2 separate regions of the Sus scrofa genome follow, and region 1 is linked to region 2. Evidence: chromatin contacts called from public promoter capture Hi-C data. All regions are on one chromosome and are shown on one strand. Each heading gives the region's core, a stretch centred on a gene start, on an enhancer-like site or on the middle of the called end of the contact. The rest is flanking DNA. Distances are from core to core; before and after follow the strand shown. Region 1 overlaps ARHGAP35 (rho GTPase-activating protein 35). Region 2 holds the start of ARHGAP35 (rho GTPase-activating protein 35).

Region 1 (4,263 bases), core at 735-3,234, 69 kb before region 2:
CAGAAATATGAAGTCAGTCTGACACCCAGTGAGTTCCTCCAGCCTCCCACAGTGGTGACCTGCAGCTGCAGGAGTTACCTGCTCTTTTCCTGCCCTCCCATGTAACCAGAGCTGAGAGTGAAAATCTAATATCCTATTAGTGCAGCAAGCACAGAGGCTGTCCCTGAGCCTGGGCTAGGCTGAAAGCATCAGCAAATCGATCTGAAAGCTGTTCTACCTACTAGCCATTTCTTGAACACATTCCAATTTTAGAAAATATGGAGCAAGGATAAATGAATTGGTCAAAAAGCTCAGGAAAAAAGACAGGTGCAAACCAGAACCAATCTCCACCTACAATGTTATGAGCTATAACCTAAGAATATAGGGGAGGAGCTCCAATGGAGTCTTGGTAATAGCAGGAGCAGTATATTTTGAGCCAAGAAGCCAGTGATCCTTTTCTCTGTGATTTGTGCTTATGACAAGTTGGCAATTTACTCACAAAATATAGGGCTGGGACAGAGTAGTCAGAGGAACATGCCATGGGCCACCCCTGGAATGTGGAGTTGGCCGCAAACAAAGCGTCTCTCCTGGAGTTCCCATTGTGGCTCAGCAATAACAAACCCAACTAGTATCGAGGAGGACTCTGGTTCGATCCCTGGCCCCGCTAAGTGCGTTAGGATCTAGCGTTGCCCTGAGCTGTGGTGTAGGTCGCAGACTCAGCTCAGATCTGACATGGCTGTGGCTGTGTGTAGGCCAGCAGCTGCAGCTCCAATTCCACCCCTAGCCTGGGAATTTCCATATGCCGCACTTGCAGCCCTTAAAAGCAAAAAAGCTTCTCTCCCAGAGACCCCCTTTGACCAAATTTTGCCACTCTCTTCTGAGGCCAAAGGTTAAAATGCAATTGGCCTAGGGAAGAAATTTGTAAAGATGATGCACAAGATACACAGTATTGAATTAAAACAAATAAAAGACAAGCTAGAGTTCCCATCGTGGCTCAGTGGTTAACGAATCTGACTAGGAACCATGAGGTCGAAGGTTTGATCCCTGGCCTTGCTTAGTGGCTTAAGGATCCGGCGTTGCTGTGAGCTGTGGTATAGGCTGCAGACAAGACTTGGATCCCACATTGCTGTGGCTGTGGCGCAGGCCGGCAGCTACAGCTCCAATTGGACCCCCTAGCTTGGGAACCTCCATATGCCACGGGAACGGCCCAAGAAATGGCAAAAAGACAAAAAAAAAAAAAAAAAAAAAAAGACAAGCTGAGGAACAGTAGGTACATGATCTCATGTTTTTAAATGTTTAGTGGGCAATATTAGCAGGAAACACAACTGAATTATTAATGCCAATTACATAGAAATTTGGGATTATAAGGGGCTTTCTATGTTTATAATGATTACTTTTTTTTTTTTTTTTTTGCTATTTCTTGGACCGCTCCCGCGGCATATGGAGGTTCCCAGGCTAGGGGTTGAATCAGAACTGCAGCCACCGGCCTACGCCAGAGCCACAGCAACACGGGATCCGAGCCACGTCTGCAAGCTACACCACAGCTCACAGCAACGCCGGATTGTTAATCCACTGAGCAAGGGCAAGGACCGAACCCGCAACCGCATGGTTCCTAGTCAGATTCGTTAACCACTGTGCCACGACGGGAACTCCTGATTACTTTTTATAGCAAGCAAGTATATTACTTTTATAATAAGGAAAAAAAATGCTTTTAAGGTGACGGGATGGTTTAAATTGTCCCAATTCATAACAGTCACACCATTTCCTCTCCGAGGTTCTGGTTTTGGTTTCTACTGTGACACTGGCTATAAAGTGGCAGGTGGATAGCAACATGGGCCCTAAGGAATGAAAGACCTCACTGTGGCAGCAGGAGTATGAACACCCAAGTACTGCCCTTAAAAGTGATGATGCAATATTTTATTTGCTAGGATGAGCACAGAGGAGCATAACACGGACACGAAATCAGGGACACAAAGACTTCTGACTTTGACCTACATGAGGCAGTCAGGGCAAACAAGTTTCACTTTGTGTATCATCTCCACTGGGCTCAAAGTGACTGTCTGAACCACCACATGGACACTGGGTCGCGTGGCAATTTCTACGGGAAGCAGGAGAGTGAGAAATGGGTTGGGGTGGTCAGGTGGCAGCACAGGCTTTCCCGAAGTACAAGGCCCATATAAATCAGTCAGAGGAAGCCTTACTCAGTCCCTAAGTCCAACACAGTGTGCTCTGTCCAGCAAGGGAGGCCGCAGTCCTGCTGCCCCATCCCCCGTGTTCTCAGTCCCGTCCTCTGCTCAGACAGGAGCCACACGATGAGATGGCTACGGGTGGTGTCAGAAAGGGCTGAGGACCATGGAGAGGTGCAGACAGCATACCACACAATGGGACAGTCTACAAGACAACTGCCTAGACTCTTCAGAAAAGGTCATCATTAAAAAAAGAAAAAGAAAAAAGGCAGAGAGAACTGTCCTCAACTGAAAGGGCCTCAGGAGACAATAATAAAAGCACTGTGAATACTGACTGGATCTTAGAGCATAAAATGCAGCAGTGAGAGATATATAAGTCAACTGAGTAAATTTAAACATACACAGTATATGAAATGCTACTGAATTCATGCTAACATTCCTTTTCTTTTTTTTTCTTTTCTTTTCTTTTTGTTGTTGTTGTTGTTTAGGGCCACACTTGGGGCATACGGAAGTTCCTGCGCTAGGGAGCTGTGGCTGCCAGCCTACGCCACAGCAACGCCAGGTCTGAGCTACATCTGCAACTTACGCCACAGCTCATGGCAACATTGGATCTTTAACCCACTGAGTGAGGCCAGCGATCAAACCCACCTCCCCACCTCCCCGTAGATACTAGTCAGGTTTGTTACCACTGAGCCACAACGGGAACTCCAAAGCTAGTATTCTTAAAAGTGATAATGTTATTACAGTTATGGAGGAGAAAGTCCTTGAGCATAGGAATATATGCTGAAATTTTTAAGCTGAAGTGACAAGATGACCTTAGCTCACTTTCAAAATACTTTTTTTGGCAATGCCCGTGGCATGTAGAAGTTCCAGGGCCAGGGATGGAACTCATGCCACAGCAGCAATTTCAGCTGCTGCAGTGACAGCAGGAGAATTCCTGCAGCTCACTCTCAAATGATTTAACGACAATAAAAATTGTGGGAGAAAGGGGCAAAAGTGGCAAAATGTTACCCACTGATAAATACTGGGTGACCACTGTACTACTCTTTCAATGGGTTTTACCATTTTCAAACTTAAAAGTTACGGAGAAAAGAAAAAGGTCATAACTTTACATGTAACGGTCAGGTCTGACAGGCAATAGGAAGGAAGACCAGATATACTACTGGTGAAGCTGACAGCCACAACCAGCACAGGATCACACACACTGAGCACTTCCAGGTGCCACGTGTCACGCTCAGAGTCCGATGTACAAGTGCCCCTGGCAGCCCGAGTAGGCAGGTCCTGCTACCACCCTCAGTTTACAGATGAGCAAATGGCAGAACAAAGATTGTCATCTATTGTAACACTGTACTGTAAGGCTGACTGTAACGTGGTCTAACTGCATTTCTGAAGCTCTACATTGCTCTTCCCAATGTCCTTCCTAGTGAATCTATTTTATTTTAAGTACATCAAGAGAAAACACCACACGGGCCCAACAACAGGGGAATGGTTAAGTACTTTGTGATAGAGCCATTTAATGGAACATCGTACAGCACTTAAAAGTCATATTTTCACAGAGTATTTAACGGCAAGGGAACATACTCACAAAATAACGTCTGGTTTAAAAAGCCATGGTTCTCAAAAAATGGTCCTCTGGGAGTTTCCGCTGTGGCTCAGTGGCAATGAACCCAACCAGTGTCCATGAGGACGCATGTGGGTTGGATCCCTGGCCTTGCTCAGTGGGTTAAGATCTGACGTTGCTGTGGCTGTGGTGTAGGCTGGCAGCTGTGGCTCCGATTTGATCCCTAGCCTGGCAACTTTTCATATGCCGCAGGTGTGGCCCTAAAAAGCAAAAAACAAACAAACAAACACCACCAAACACAAACAACAACAAAACCGAAAAACAGAAACAAACAAAAAGCATAAAAATTGAGAACTCTCCTACCACATATCCTGAATTATGTAAAAGCAAAAACCTATACACATGCAGAGAAATAAGACTATAAGGAAATACATCAAAACATTAACAGTGGTTTTCATTAAGTGGGACATCAATGAATCCTTACATCCTTTTTCAGTTTCTGCATTTTGCTGAATTTCTAAAATGAACATACTTTTT
Region 2 (4,363 bases), core at 1,311-3,810:
TGACAGGAACTAAATGGGAAGAGAAGGAGCCCAGCAGGAAACAAGGCAATGAAGAACAGAACTGAGAGAGGAATGGCAAAAAGGAGGGAGACTCTAGCCAAAAACTGGGCAGTTCCAAGAGGGAGCTGGGGTGGGGGTGGGTGAAATGAAAGGTAGGAATGATTGGGAAAACATCTCTACAAGGGGCAGAGCTGGGGGAAGGAGACTTAAAAAGGTAAGAGGGGCAGGGCAAAAAAAAGGGGGACAAATACAAGAAAGGAGAGACTGGAGGTTGAGAGGGGAATCAAAATGGTGGGGGGAGATCAGTAGGAAAACTTAGAATTTAGAAGCAACAGAGGTGCGAGGCAGTACCAACATGACCAGAGTTAAAGAGGACCACTCCAAGAGGAGACAGCAGCAGGAAAGTTAAAATGGATCCCCAAAATAGGCAGACAAGTGGACAGCTCCAAAAGGGGTAGAGCTGGAAGGAAAATAGAGAGGATGAGGCAGAAGCGAACAAATGAAAGAGCAGGGGCAAAAAGGATCGGGGCAGGTCTGAGATGCACAACAGGAAGGGAGGGGGTGATGGATCAGAGAGAAGTTACCAATAATTCAGTAAGGTAAAGGGCAAATCTAAGAAGAGCCAAAATGTGGAGGACAGGACTTGGAGATAGAGGGTGGAAGCAGGTCTTAAGCAGAGAATTGAAGGGGAAACAGGTCAAAGGAAAAGGGGGCAACTGAATGGAACAGCTCAAAAGAGGGCCAATAAGGAGGTGAGATGGAGAGGCAACAGGCAAGGACAACACCGGGGCAGAAAGGACTGCAGGGCGTGAGGCTGCAGAGAGGCTGAGTTAGGGAGAAAGGTCAGAGAAGTGAATTGCAGAAATGAGAGCTGCAGGGTCAGAGAAGGGGGAGGAGGCTGCTTCACGGAAGGCAAAGTCAGAAAGCAAGCAGGCTGGAGGGCACAGCAAGATCTGAGACTGAACGAGGGGCAGAGAGGGGAGGCAGCAAAGTCTGGAAGAGAGGAAAGGATGTGAATGACACATTTTGACTAAGGGAGGAGGCAGGCAAGGTGCATCTGAGAGGCAGGGGTCAGAGAGCCCAAAGGGGTATCCGGGGGGGAGGTGTGGGACAGATTTTGCGAGGAGACAGTAGGGCCCAAGAGGGAGATGGAATTAAGTCCAAAGAGAAGACCTGGGGCAGCAGTGCCGAGACAAACGGGGTCCCAGATGGATCTCCAAGGAGGTGGAACCGCAGTTCCTAGAGGGACAGCTCCAGGGGGTGCAAGAGAGGGTAACAGCAGACCGGTCAAAGAAGGGGGCAGGGGCAGGGTGCTGAGAGCGGAACGGGAGAAGGCAGAAGGGTCACGAACCAGAATGTGAAGGTCCAGAATTAAGGGATGCGGAAGGGTCACGGAGGAGGTGGGTCCCATGAGCACTGCAGAGTCCGGGAGGGGCGAGGGGCATTACTGAGGGAAGGAAGAGGGAAAGGGGAGGCGCAGAATTGCGAGCGGAGTGGCTGCAGTGGCCGAGGGAAGGGGGAGGCCGAGGCAGACACAGAGATCCCAATGGGTCGGAGGGTGGGGGCAGACGCGGCGACAGCAGGGCTGAGGCGGGCAGGGGCAAGTCCGAAGGGCAGGCGGGCCCCGGCGGGCCGGGCCACAGCGCGAAGCGGCGGGGCCCGGGGGGCTGGGGGGCCGCTCCCTCCCCTCCCCCTCCGGCTCCTCCATTGTTCGCGGGCTCCGGGCCCCGCGGTCCCCGCCTTCCCCTGGACCCCACAACGGGGCGGCGCCCGGCCTCGCCACCGGGGCCCACGAGCTCGCGCACTCACCAGCTGGACGTCCTCAGCGCGGCCCCGGCCTCCGGATTCCCGGGAGCGGCGACGGCGGCCCCGGCGCCATGTTCTGTTGCTCCTCGTCCAGCGGCGGCTGAAGCGGCGGCGGCGGCGGCGGCGGCGGCAGCTCCGGCGGCGGGGGGCCGGGCGGACCCTCCCTCGCGGGCTCCCTCCTCCGCCTCCTCCACCTCCTCCTCCCGCCGCTCCGCTGCTCTCCCTCGGGGCGGGGGGCGGGGAGGGGAAGGGGGGAGGGGCGGGAACCAGGGGGAGGGCGGACCAGCCTCGCTTGCTCGCTCCCTCCCTCCCTCGCAATGGCGGCAGCGGCACCTCCTTCCTGCGGCCCCAGCTCCCGCGCGCGTGCCCCCTCGCTACTGCGCGTGCGTGGTGCGGGGACCTCTGCAGGGGGATAACGGCCCCTGAGCGCGCGCCGCGAGGGAATAACCCGCGCTGGGTGGGGGAGAAGTGAAAGCCCGTACGCGCCCGAGGGGCTCACTGCTACCGCAGCGGCCGGGTCCAGGGAACGGGCGCACAGGGCGCAGTGCGCGTGCGCCCCAAGAAAATGCCGCTACTGCGGTGGCTGCGGCGCGAGGCAGCGCGAGGCAGAAGGAACGGGGTGGGCAACTGCGCGTGCGCGATAAGGGATGCCAGCCGCAGCGTCTACTCGCGCTGAGGCGAAGGGAGTGGTCCGCGGGGGGCGCGCGCACCGTTGCGCGCGCCAGAAGCAGCCGATGCCCTCCTCACGCGGCCTCTTGGAGAAAACGGGAGAGAGGCATGGCCCGGCTTTGGGGGCGGGGGCGAAGGGCGCGATCCCGCTCGCGCGGGACCTGAGCAGCCAATGAGAGGCAAAGGGAGGTGGGCTTGCCGCGCGAGCGCAGCCCCCGGGATAACGGAGGAGGAAAGAGGGAGCGACGTAACGTGGGGCGGTGGGACGGAGCTGAGGAGGAGGGAGCGCACCCAGTGAGGGAATTGATTGGGGAACAGGAGGAGGCGTGGCCCGCCTTAGCCCAATCCGAACCTTGCATTTCGTCGTTCCGGAAGAGAGGGCGGTGCTGAGGAGCGCGTGCTATTTTCCCAAGCAGTGAGGAAAATCTGCAGGTTATGTGCGAGTTATTAAGACTTGCTGTGGGTTCTGTGAAGCCCTGATTTCCTGGAGAGGGGCGAGGGCCTGGTCCTCCAGGTCAGCATTGTGCAAATGACTGCAAGTCAAATGTCAGTTCGGGCGCCCGGAGGGGAAATATTAGTGATGGGAAGGGGCACTGCTATAACCCCAGAGTTCTTGTGAACTGAAGAGGGGTTCCTCTGGGATCCCTCCGGAAGTACGGATCGTGGAAGTTGAGCGTTCTGGGAGCTCAGTCAATATTTAAGGAATGCATGAAGAAACGCTATGCTTCTTACTGCATTTTTCGTTTCTTAGTCTCTTCATGTAAAAAGTGGAATGATAATCTTATCTCTTTAGTAAGGTTTGTTGTGAGAATTTAAGGAGTTCTATGTGTAAAGCACAGAAAATCATGGCTTGTTCTAAAAACGTTGATGGAGTTTCTGTCGTGGCACAGCGGAAACGAATCCGACTAGGAACCATGAGGTTGAGTGTTTGATCCCTGGCCTCGCTCAGTGGGTTAAGGATCCGGCGTTGCCGTGAGCTGTGCTATAGGTCACAGACATGGCTGAGATCTGGCGTTGCTGTGGCTGTGGCGTAGGCCAGCAGCAGTAGCTCCCATTAGACCCCTATCTAGCCTGGGAACCTCCATATGCCGTGGGTGTGGCCCTAAAAAGACAAAAAGACAAAAAATAAAAATAAAAAAATTTAAAAAGTTGATAAATAAAAACCTTTGTCCTCACGGATGCTAGTCGTTGTTTTTTGTTTTCGTTGTTTTTTGTCTTTTTGCCATTTCTTGGGCCCCGCCCGCGGCATATGGAGGTTCCCAGGCTAGGGGTCGAATCAGAGCTGCAGCCCCCGGCCTACGCCAGAGCCACAGCAACGCAGGATCCGAGCCCCGTCTGCAACCTACACCACAGCTCACAGCAACGCCGGATCCTTAACCCACTGAGCAAGGCCAGGGATTGAATCCGCCACCTCATGGTTCCTAGTTGGATTCATTAACCACTGCACCACGATGGGAACTCCATTTTTTTGAGGTTACATCTCACTGCCCTTTTTCTTTAGTTGAAGTGTACTTGATTTATAGTGTTGCGTTAGATGTACCCAAGTTTTAAAGCAGCCCAGGGAGTTCCCTTTGTGGCTCAGCGAGAACGAACCTGGCTAGTATCCTTGAGGATGCAAATTCAATCCCTGACCCCACACAGTGGGTTAAGGATCTGGCATTGCCTGTGAGCTGAGCTGTAGGTTGCAGATGAATTTTGGATCCCATGTTGCTGTGCCTGTGGCAAAGGCCAGCAGCTGTAGTCCTGATTGGATCCCTAGCCTGGGAACTTCCATATGCATAGGTGTGACCATAAGAAGAAAAAAAATTTAAAGCATCCCATTAAATAAAGGTTTTCTGATTACCGATAAGGGTCAGTTCCTTTGACTTTTTTTTTTTTACACTTTTAA

What was found. Promoter capture Hi-C pulls out the DNA fragments that hold promoters and counts their contacts.
Region 1: a promoter capture Hi-C map of liver shows a contact between it and region 2, with 2.8 times the contacts expected there. The contact joins the enhancer-like site here to the promoter of ARHGAP35 in region 2. A contact is called at or near these places in 2 of 5 promoter capture datasets (both in liver), 4 of 47 Hi-C or Micro-C datasets (embryonic fibroblasts, fetal skeletal muscle and liver) and 2 of 2 datasets of contacts at active chromatin or transcription factors (alveolar macrophages and skeletal muscle).

What each region holds. Positions count from the first base shown.
Region 1 is chr6:52,777,927-52,782,189 of Sscrofa11.1, reverse strand. The region is part of intron 3 of ARHGAP35 (rho GTPase-activating protein 35); the gene reads right to left. Among named protein-coding and RNA genes, the nearest start is that of ARHGAP35, 69 kb to the right of the region's middle. Within about 2 kb of position 1,984, at least 5 of the 83 cell types and tissues checked have an H3K27ac peak or open chromatin away from gene starts, as enhancers often do. A contact at or near this core is called in liver, where this site is marked.
Region 2 is chr6:52,709,660-52,714,022 of Sscrofa11.1, reverse strand. It overlaps ARHGAP35 (rho GTPase-activating protein 35), which reads right to left and starts at 2,560. Exons shown (of 7, transcript XM_021094622.1): 1 at 1,810-2,560.